Linked DNA regions of Sus scrofa: region 1 is linked to region 2. A link is a contact called in public Hi-C data. All regions are on one chromosome and are shown on one strand. Each heading gives the region's core, a stretch centred on a gene start, on an enhancer-like site or on the middle of the called end of the contact. The rest is flanking DNA. Distances are from core to core; before and after follow the strand shown.

The links. A called contact is a pair of places that touch in the nucleus more often than the background predicts.
Region 1: a contact with region 2 is called in a Hi-C map of skeletal muscle, with 2.1 times the contacts expected there. The contact joins the promoter of LOC100627091 here to the promoter of ZNF404 in region 2. A contact is called at or near these places in 5 of 47 Hi-C or Micro-C datasets (epiblast stem cells, heart right ventricle and skeletal muscle) and 1 of 2 datasets of contacts at active chromatin or transcription factors (alveolar macrophages).

The regions. Positions count from the first base shown.
Region 1 is chr6:50,815,560-50,820,847 of Sscrofa11.1, reverse strand. It overlaps LOC100627091 (zinc finger protein 227), which reads right to left and starts at 1,492. Exons shown (of 4, transcript XM_013988660.2): 1 at 1,420-1,492; 2 at 791-950.
Region 2 is chr6:50,717,877-50,723,534 of Sscrofa11.1, reverse strand. ZNF404 (zinc finger protein 404) reads left to right here and starts at 2,002. Exons shown (of 5, transcript XM_005655939.3): 1 at 2,002-2,102; 2 at 2,932-3,011. It overlaps ZNF45 (zinc finger protein 45), which reads right to left and starts at 1,915. Exons shown (of 7, transcript XM_021094497.1): 1 at 1,779-1,915.

The DNA of each region.
Region 1 (5,288 bases), core at 243-2,742, 98 kb before region 2:
TTGGGGGGGAATGAGTGAACATGCCGATTAAATTCAGTATTTGTTGAGACAAATACCACTTTTTTTTTTTTGTCTTTTTTGTTGTTGTTGTTGTTGTTGTTGTTTCTATTTCTTGGGCCGCTCCTGCGGCATATGGAGGTTCCCAGGCTAGGGGTTGAATTGGAGCTGTAGCCACCGGCCTACGCCAGAGCCACAGCAACGCAGGATCCGAGCCGTGTCTGCAACCTACACCACAGCTCACGGCAACGCCGGATCGTTAACCCACTGAGCAAGGGCAGGGACCGAACCCGCAACCTCATGGTTCCTAGTCGGATTCGTTAACCACTGCGCCACGACGGGAACTCCCACAAATACCATTTTTAAAAGTCAGAATACAAGACCATATAATTTCCAAATCAGCTGAGGGTAAATAAAAGGGAATAAACTGAAGTGAAGACAATAAAGGAGGGAAAAAAAATGGATAGCACAGTGAATTTGAATATATATTATAAAAATACTTTAAAGATTTTCAAAATGAATAAGCAGAATATTTTAAAGTATATATAGAGTACTTTAACGAAATATTTATATATCATATATATACTTTAAAACATTTATTTTTATTTTTGTATCTTTAAAATGTATGTAAGTGGGAGAGAAATCCAAACATACATATTAACAAGCAGATTAAACAGTCTCAGGTTTATTCAACAAATAACATTTTCTTAGTAATAATTTACTGAATGAAGGAAACCTGCGGATTAACTGAGAACTGATGCCAGAACAAGAAGGAGCTTTCAGTAATATTTACCTGGGGCTACGGTGAGAGAGGGCAAAAAGGGCCTCCTTCCCCTCTCCGAACTCAGGAGTGGCGAAGAATACAATGCGGTGGGACAGCGCGACTACGTCCGTCTCCCGGAAGAACTGCAGCGGACATCCCCAAGCACTAGCGCGGAGTGACTCAGTGCTTCCTAAAAAGAGATCAGTAAAAGCTCGGGAAGAGCTCGGCCTCCTGATGGATGACAGAAGGGCCATGGCATTGCTACTGGGGCGTCCAGTCAAAACGGCGCTGGTGGGAAAATTAACTGTATCAATAGCAAGAGCCAACACGTTAAGCGCTACCGGCGATCTAAGCTGTTGACAGATCTCACTTAATTCTAATCACAACCCCACCCAGCAGTTACCATCTCTCGCTATCTTATAGAGGAAAGCAGTGGGCACGGATAACAACTAGCCAGATATTATACCGGTAGAAGTAGCAGCGCTGCGTCGTAAGCGGAGGAGGAAAGCAAAGGGAATCCACACTTCCGCCCGCCGCCTCTCAGCCTCCACCGGGGGCCGCGACTTCTCCATCCTAAGACAGCCGACTAGGTAGCGACTAGTCCCCACGCTCTGGCCGAAAAGGCTCAGAGGGGTCGTAGGAGAGCAGGGTTGACTCACCTCCTGGACCATAAAGATGGTGGCTGCGTCCTTTTCCCGGGCCGGAAGAGCGTCTGACTACCGAGCTCCCCGGAACTACACTTCCCAGAAGGCCCATGAACCAAGGGCCGCAGACCCTTGCGTCGGGACAGGGTTGGGGGAATACATTTCCCAGAACTCCAAGGGAAGGAAGGGCCTTCCCCGCCCACTTAGAGGTTCTAAAGGAAACGGAACAACATGAACTCCAGGGAGTTCTCAGCCAGCAACTTTCAGAGACACCTTCACTCGGAGGACCTGAAGCAGTTCTCTGATGCCAGCTGCCCTAGTTCTTTCTCATTGATAGGAAGTATTTGAAGAGTCATTGTCTTTATTTTTTTATATCTTTGGTCTTTTTAGGGCCGCACCCACGGCATATGGAGGTTCCCAGGCTAGCGGTGCTGTAGCTGCCAGCCTACGCCAGCCCCACAGCAACGCCAGATCCGAGCCGTGTCTGCAGCCTACACCACAGCTCATGGATACGTCAGATCCTTAACCCACAGAGCGAGGCCAGGGATTGAACCTGCAACCTCATGGTTTCTAGTCAGATTCGTTTCTGCTGCGCCATCACAGGAACTCCTGAAGGGTCAGAATCTTAAAAGGACTGTAAGAAACCCTACCAGGAAAAAAAAAAAGGGGGGGGTGGTGGATAAGAGCCTTGATAATGCATTTTTAGATACTTTTTATATACAAAAAGAATGGAAGACCAAAAAAAAAAATAGGAGTTCCCATCGCGGCTCAGTGGTTAACGAATCCAACTAGGAACCATGAAGTTTCGGGTTCGATCCCTGGCCTTGCTCAATGCATTAAGGATCCAGCGTTGCTGTGAGCCGTGGTGTAGGGCGCAGACGCGGCTCCGATCCCGCGTTGCTGTGGGTCTGATGTGGGCCAGTGGCTACAGCTCCGATTGGACCACTAGCCTGGGAACCTCCATACGCCGTGGGAGCGGCCCCAGAAAAGTCAAAAAGACAAAAAAAGACCAAAAAAAAAAAAAAGAATGGAGTTCCCGTCGTGGCTCAGCAGTGAGGAACCTAACTAGTATCCATTTTGACTGTCTCTAATTTATGTATCCTGTGTTTATCCTTTGAGAAGAATATTTGCTAACTTGTTATGGGTGGTCATTCTTATTTAGAATATTTTAATGATCTAAAATATTATCAATAATTGTATGTCAACTTTTGAATGCTATGAAAAAATTGGTCAATTTTGCAACCGATGAAAGTGAGATAAAAGGATCACTAAAGGTTCTATTGTTCCCCTTTATTGTTTCCTTAAATCCATTTCAGGAATTCTGAATAAAATCTAACTGAACTGCAAGCCCCTGTTTCAGGATGTTGAGTGGCTACACCAGCCACAAACACTGAAGAACTTCATCTGCCAGTCTCCCACTGGTTGCTAAGCACACTCTAAAGAACGGGACATTCTCCCTCAACAAAGGAGCACATTAGCTAAAGAAGAGACACATCAGAAACCAAGATACAGAAGACTTTCAAGTCAAGTTCCAAATAAAGAAACCAAATCCAGGAGTTCCCTGGTGTTGTCACTGCTGTGGTGTGGGTTTGATCCCTGGCCCAGAAACTTCGGTGTGCCATTGGTGTAGCCAAAAAAAAAGAAAAGAAAGAAAAAGAAAAAATAAATAAATTCGTAATTATTGCTCTCCAGTGCTCGCTTTCGAAGCACATATACTAAAATTGGAATGATACAGAGAAGATTAGCATGGCCCCTGTGCAAGGATGACACAAAAATTTGTGAAGTGTTCCATACTTTTATAACATGAGCAGGAATTGAGCCTTTATATTTTAAGCCACCAAAATAAATAAATAATTATTGCTCTCCAAATCTCACTGTTTCTATGTCCCTTAGCTTTCTTCTATACATACTTGATCTTCTTGGTTGCCACCTATGAAAATCCTGAAGTTATTAACAGTTGCTTTCTTTTGCTCTCCACATATCAATTTACGCTAATGGATTTTAAATTCTGGTGACTCCATGACTGGGGATGTTTTCAGTTTAAACTATTTTAGTAGTTTTTGTTGTGGCTCATCGGTAATGAGCCTGATTAGTATGCATGAGGAAGACGGTTTGATCCCTGGCTGCATTCAGTTAAGGATCTGGCCTTGCCTCAAGCTGTGGTGTAGGTCACAGACGTGACTTGGATCTTGCCTTGCTGTGGCTGGGGCATAGGCTGGCAGCTACAGCTCCGATTCCACCCCTAGCCTGGGAACTTCCATATGCCGCAGGTGTGGCCCTAAAAAAAAAGACAAAACAAACGATTTTAGCTCTTCCTCCTCCCAATCTCCCCCAAAGCATTTTGTGTGAGAAGGGGAATGGATACAAGATGGGCAAAACATTCACGAGGGTTGCAGATGGCTGATGAGGGTGGGGGGAAGGTTTTATTATGCTATTTTCTCTGTGTATATTTGGGCCTTAATAAAAATTTAAGGAAGAAATACCATGTATAATACAGCTCCGATGCAAATGCATTAAAACCATTAACAGTGGTTATCTCTAAATCCTGATGTTATGGTAATTTTTATTATTACTTATTTTGCCACACTGGCAGCATGCAGAAATTCCCAGTCCAGTGATCAAACCCATGCCACAGCATAACCAGAGCCACAGCAGTGACAATGCCAGATCCTTAACCCACTGAGCCCCCAGAGAACTCCAATTCTTTCTCTCTTATATTTATATATTTCCTAATCTCTCTATACGGGCATACAGTCCTATAATGAGGATATAAACTACAAAGCCCCAAACCACCTCACAAACCTAATAGCAAACAGACTTCCTTAAACTATACACAAGACTATTTCCTACAATTAAAAAAAAAAAAAGGTACAGCATAGAGATTAAAAACACAAACTTGGAGTTCCCTGTTGTGGTGCAGTGGAAACAAATCTGACTAGGAACCATGAGGTTTCAGGTTCGATCTATGGCCTCGCTCAGTGGGTTAAGGATCTGGCGTTGCCATGAGCTGTGGTGTAGGTCACAGACACAGCTCAGATCTGGCATTGCTGTGGCTCTGGCATAGGCCAGAAGCAACAGCTCTGATTAGACCCCTGGCCTGGGAAACTCCATATGCCGTGGGTGCGGCCCTAAAAAGACAAAAGACAAAAAAACAAAACAAAACAAAACAAAAACACCCACAGACATGAGGCTGCAACTCCTTGGTTCAAATGGTAGTTGTGCCTCTAACTAGCTGTTAAGTCTTGGGCAAATCAGATAAACTCATTAAGAGCAAATTAAAAAAAAAAAAAAAGGATTTCCCTTGAACAAAGTTCTGTTTTTTTCCTGTTTCCTTTTTCTTAGAGCAATTCTATAAGAAACCCAATGGTTGGGTCGCCTTTCTCTAATCTTTTGATATGCATGTCAGAAGCTAAGTAAGGCTCTTACCAAGTTTACAACCTAGGAGTGCTTCAAAAGTTCTGAGGTTTGTTCCTTTTGAATGTAAGGGAGTTTAAAGGAGGTGTCTTTCTGAGCCGTAAATCTGCTAGCAGAGGAGTACAGATAAATTTCATTATTCCTTCGGAGAAAATCAATTAACAACGACTAGATTTTCAAGCAAATTTAGGAATGAACTCATCAGAGAATTTGTAACAAATGAGGCAGTCACGTCCTCTTACAGGAGGACAAGATATCATTTAATCTTGAGAATGTTATGTACTGAGTGGTAAAAAAACAGAATAGTATAAAAAGCTCATCATTGTTTGACCGTATAAATAGGGTTAAATTTCTTATTTTGTAATTTCTTCCCACAAATTATCTACAATACTGTACTCTGGAAATGCTTATTCAGTAATAGGACTGCTTTCTTTCCTACTTTGTGTAGAGAGGACTTTCTGCGTTGGTAG
Region 2 (5,658 bases), core at 753-3,252:
GCAGTGGTTAACGAATCCGACTAGGAACCATGAGGTTTCGGGTTCGGTCCCTGCCCTTGCTCAGTGGGTTAACGATCTGGCGTTGCCGTGAGCTGTGGTGTAGGTTGCAGATGCGGCTTGGATCCTGCATTGCTGTGGCTCTGGCGTAGGCCGTGGCTACAGCTCCAATTCGACCCCTAGCCCAGGAACCTCCATATGCCACGGGAGCGGCCCAAAGAAATAGCAAAAAGACCAAAAAATAAATAAAAAATAAAATAAAATTCCTATTAAAAAAAAAACACCTATCCGATCAAATATAAAATACACAAATGATGGAGTTCCCATTGCGCCTCAGTGGAAGCAAATCTGACTAGCATCCATGAGGATGTGGGTTCGATCCCTGGCCTCGCTCAGTGGGTCGGGGATCTGGCACTGCCGTGAGCTGTGGTGTAGGTCGCAGACGCGGCTTGGATCCTGTGTTGCTGTGGCTGTGGCATAGAACAGCAGCTGTAGCTCTAATTCAGCCCCTAGCCTGGAAACCTCCATATGCCACACCTGTGGCCCTAAAAAAATAGACCAAAAAAAAAAAATGGTAAAATTGATCTATAACAGAAGTTGCAGTAATGGCTACCTCTGGGGTGGGAAAGTGCCTATGAGTTTGGAACTTCAATACACTGCAGGTGCAAAAAACAAACAAAACAAAACAAAGCAAAGCAAAGCAAAACAAAACAAAAAACACAAATGATTTGCCAGATAAATAGAAATCCTTTTTATCCAAATCTTGAAGTCACTGCTCCAAAAAGATGCAACATTTCTCTCTTTCACTGTTGAGAGGAGTAAAGTGGCTTACAGTCACTCACAAACATATGCAATGATATACTATCACAGGGTTCTATATTCATATAATTAAAATCACACATATTCAGTTCAGAGTCATGCAGTTTCTCAGTCAATAAGCCTGTTCACACAGTGATCCACATTCACAATATCCACAGAAAGCACACATAAGAAAAGCATATCTTCCAAAACCTCACCTTAATTTTAAGTCATACTCACAGATAAAAACATATAATCTCATAACTAAAGTCAGAGTCTCATGGACCTCAAAAATGTATTATTACATAATTCAATAGTCACAAAAACACTCAAACTTTTTACTACCTATTCCCAAAGAGTCTGGGAAAGAAAATTTTATTAGGAGACTAAAACACATATTCAAACTTCATTCCCAAGGTGCCCAGACAGCCAGGGAAAGAACCATTCCACCCCCAGCCCAGGAATTTCCACATGCCTTAGGTGCGACCCTAGAAAGGAAAAAAAAAAAAAAAAAAGACTTTTTTATGGGCCCCTAAAAGTACTGTGGGCCCTAGACATTTTTCCTACTGTGTCTACTGGATGAGTCGGCTTCTCTAATATGCCTTTGGCAAAAGTTTGCCACACCTGGCCTCCAAAGGAGAGAAAGACAAGTGACGGCACAAGAATTTCAGGTGGGGATGGAGGAGTGGGGAGGAAGGGTGCTTAACAAGTTTTATCATATCTCAAAATCTGAAACATTAACCATTTTCATATCCACACTAGGAAACAAACCACAAGCAAAAACACAACCCCATCTACATGGTTACAGACCTATAATGGGTCCCACAATGTCACCGAGAATGAAAACGCCAACACCTACACACGCCCAGGCGTCCTTTCTTTAAACAAATGCACACTTAACGCCAGCTGTGCTCCCGGCGCTACTGCAGGTGCTGATGCTACCTTGGTGGGGAATGAAAGATTCAAGTCCACAGAGCTCATACCCAGGGGACCGCCGCACCCAGGAGCCTGCCGCCTCCTCCTGCACGCAGGTTTGAGACTCTCAAGTTCCTCAGCGCCTGCTCGGCCTCCTACCGCCTGGACTCAGATCCCACTCGCCCTTCCACGCGGGACCACCGGAAACCACCACCCTCCCGAATTCTGGTCTTTCTCCGCGAAGCGCAGCCACACGCCTGCGCCTGCGCACCGCGGGTCTCCGGCGCCAGGCCCTTGCGGGCGGGACTGCATTTCCCAGAAGGCACCGGGCTGACAGCAACCTCGGTCCCCGGGTCCTCTTCCGGTGGCCGAGCAGCTGTGGTACCTACGTGGTAAGTAGATCATATCCATAGATAAAAATCGGCGAAGGCTTCCACAATCCCCGACTGCAGCTGACAGGAACCCGCGGTTGGGGGGACAGGTGCTCAAGGCGAGGATGCTTTGGGCGCGGACAGGGCGTGTCGGGCCTCGAGCCTCGGGCCCTTGTCTGCCTGAACAGCAGAGATTTTTATGCCTGCGGAGAGTGTGTGGGTGTGTGTAGACGTGTCTTCTTGACGATGTGCCCGTCATTATTTAACTGGGAGGTTGTTATTTAACTGCATGGCATATGGATGAGCGAAGTTTGTGTGGCCGTGAGGGCTGTCACTGGAACTCCAGGCTCTAGCTCGGCAGATTCCTCAGCCCTCTCGCCTCACAGCCACTTGGGGTCTGAACCCGGTAAAGGGTGAAAGCCAGATGCTGAGGTTTAGAATGAAATAATGGAGGATCCCAGCGAGAAGACACAGATTCGATCATGAGATGAGATTTCCTGAAGTTGGTTGAAGCCCCAAGACAGGCCTTTGGGAAGACTTGATGATGAGGTCCCAGGAGTAGGATTCCCTCCTTGGAAGGACCCCCCTTGAAAGTTCCAAGGGGTCCGGCTGTATGTTTCACAACCACAGCATTTCTGGCCCCAGGAACCTACTGTGAACTAGACATCAATGACCCTGGCCTCTCTTATACTGGGGAAAGTCAACACTGTTCCACTCCCCTTTCTACTCCCATCTGGTTGTGTGTGATGGCCTGGGTGAGAGGGTCTGGTCATGGAGGGAGGGTGTTTTGTAAATGAATATGCAGTCCAAGAAAATCCTGATGGCTCATGATTGCCTTCTTTTTTCCCAGTGCTGCTGGTCTCTTAAATTTAAAAAAGGATCCTGAGAGAGGAAAGAATTTTTGTTACACATCTAAAAGTTTAAGTTCAGGTGAGTTGTTTCCTCATTATTCATAAAACACACTTTAATTTTAAAGGCATGAATCCATCTTTTCCTTCTGCTGAAATGTCCTGCCTAATAGTGACATATCTATAAATTGCAGGGCCATGCAGATGAATCACCCTTATCAGGGTCCCCAAGCCCTTCTCTCCATAATTAATTTAACCCATGTTCTACGATTAGCTATTATGTTTCTATTGTTGGCTAAAAACTAATGTACTAAACTAGTCTTTAATGAACATCATTATGCATAGGTCTTTATGTCCTTTTACAGTCCTAAGCTAAGGATGAACTTACTAGTTTGAAATTTGAGTCAAATACCAGACATTTATACTTGTACTCATTGGCATATAATGATGAAAAGGTGTAGTTGCTATCTTCAAATGACTTGTTATCCAGTAAAGACATGAAAAAAACAGGAATAAGCAAGATAGAGGATCTCAAATTCCACTCGGGAAATTGAGGTGAGCTGCCTTGGGAATTGAGAGAAGAGATATTATTCTGTCTAGAGCAGTGATGCCTCAATATGATCAAATTATGAGAACCCTGTGAAGGAAAATGGATTTTACACCTTAGAGGTTTTATTCTAATGATGGTAAATGCATAATAACATTAAATGTGACAAAATGTCTCAACAGCTGTTTGCAGGACATTGTGGCTAGAAGGACAGATTCAGAAGCAAAATAAACCTGGAGTTCCCATTGTGGTGCAGTGCTTAATGAATCCAACTAGGAACCATGAGGTTGCAGGTTTGATCCCTGGCCTTGCTCAGTGGGTTAAGGATCTGGCGATGCCGTGAGCTGTGGTGTAGGTTGCAGATGTGGCTTGGATCCCATGTTGCTGCGGCTGTGGTGTAGGCGGCGGCTACAGCTCCGATTAAACCCCTAGCCTGGGAACCTCCATATGCCACAGGAGCGGCCCTAGAAAAGGCAAAAAGACAAAAAAAAAAAAAAAAAAAAAAAAAAAAAAAGAAGAAGAAGAAGAAGCAAAATAAACCTATCGATTGGGAACATATACTAGGAAGCAGCCTTGAGACTCCCATTAATACACACAGAGCATCAAAGTCTCTAGTTTACACAGACACACATTTCTATAGGCAAACAAATTAGGGTTGGTTCAGGTACTGGGCACTGATCAAAATGAAATCAAACCTTTCAGTAAAAACACAGCAACTGTTGGAGTTCCTGCTGTGGCACAGTGGCAAGAACCTGACTGCAGCGGCTCAGGTCACTATGGAGGTGTGGGTTCAATCCATGGCTGGTGCAGTGGGTTGAAGGATCTGGTATTGGATCCCTGGCCTGGGAACTTCCATGTATTGTGAGTGTGGCTAGAAGAGAAATAAAAACAAAACCAAAAAACCCCACAGCAGCTATTTTTAAAAGGACCACGTTGGTTCTCAAATGGCAGGTGCATCACCTGCTGGCCTTGTTCAAAAACAGTTTGCTACCTAATTGTCCATCAGAAGAGGAATGGATAGAAAAATATGTGGTATATATATACAATGGCATTTTTTTTGTTGTTTTTTTAGGGCTGTACCCACGGCATATGGACATTCCAAGCTAGGGGTCTAATTGGAGCTGTAGCTGCTGGCCTACACCATAGCCACAGCAATGCAGGATCCAAGCCACATCTTTGACCTACACCACAGCTCACAGCAACACTGTATCCTTAACCCACTAAGTGAGGCTAGGGATCCTACCCACGTCCTCTTGGATACTAGTTGGGTTCATGACTGCTGAGCCATGACGGAAACTCCTACAATGGCATGTTACTCAGCCATAAAAAAAGAATGAAACAGTGCCATTTGCAGCAACACGGATGGACCTAGAGATATCATACTAAGTGAAATAAGTCAGACAAGGAAAGATAAATATCATGTGATACCACTTATATATGGAATCTAATTTTAAATGATACAAATGAACTTTATTACAAAACAGAAACAGATTCACAGGCCAGGGATTGAATCCAAGCTGCAGCTGTGACCTCTACACCACAGCTGTGGCGGTACTGGATCCTTTAACCCACTGATCCAGGCCGGGGATCAAACCCACACCTAGGCTACTGCAGTCAGATTCTAAACCCACTGCACCACAACAGGAACTCCCTGTAACCTATTTTTTTTTTTGTCTTTTTGCCATTTTGGGGGCTGCTCCTGTGGCATATGGAGGTTCCCAGGCTAGGGGTTGAATGGGAGCTGTAGCCACCAGCCTATGCCAGAGCTACAGCAACGCGGTATCCGAGCCACGTCTGCAAACTACACCACAGCTCATGGCAACACCAGATCCTTAACCCACTGAGCAAGGCCAGGGATCGAACCCGCAACCTCCTGGTTCCTGGTTGGATTCATTAACCACTGAGCCACCACGGGAACTCCAACTTATTTTTTTAACTGACACAATATTTTGAATATTTTCATTCCCTTAACAGTTTCTCAAACTTAGCATTTAATGGCTGCTTAGTATTTCATCACATGATAAATGAGCTTATATACAAAACAGCAACAGACTCACATAGAAAACAAACTTATGGTTACCGTAGGGGAAAGAGGGGAGTAAAATGAAGAGTTTGGGATTAACAGATACACACTACTATGTATAAAACAGGTAAATAACAAGAACCTACTGTATAGCCCAGG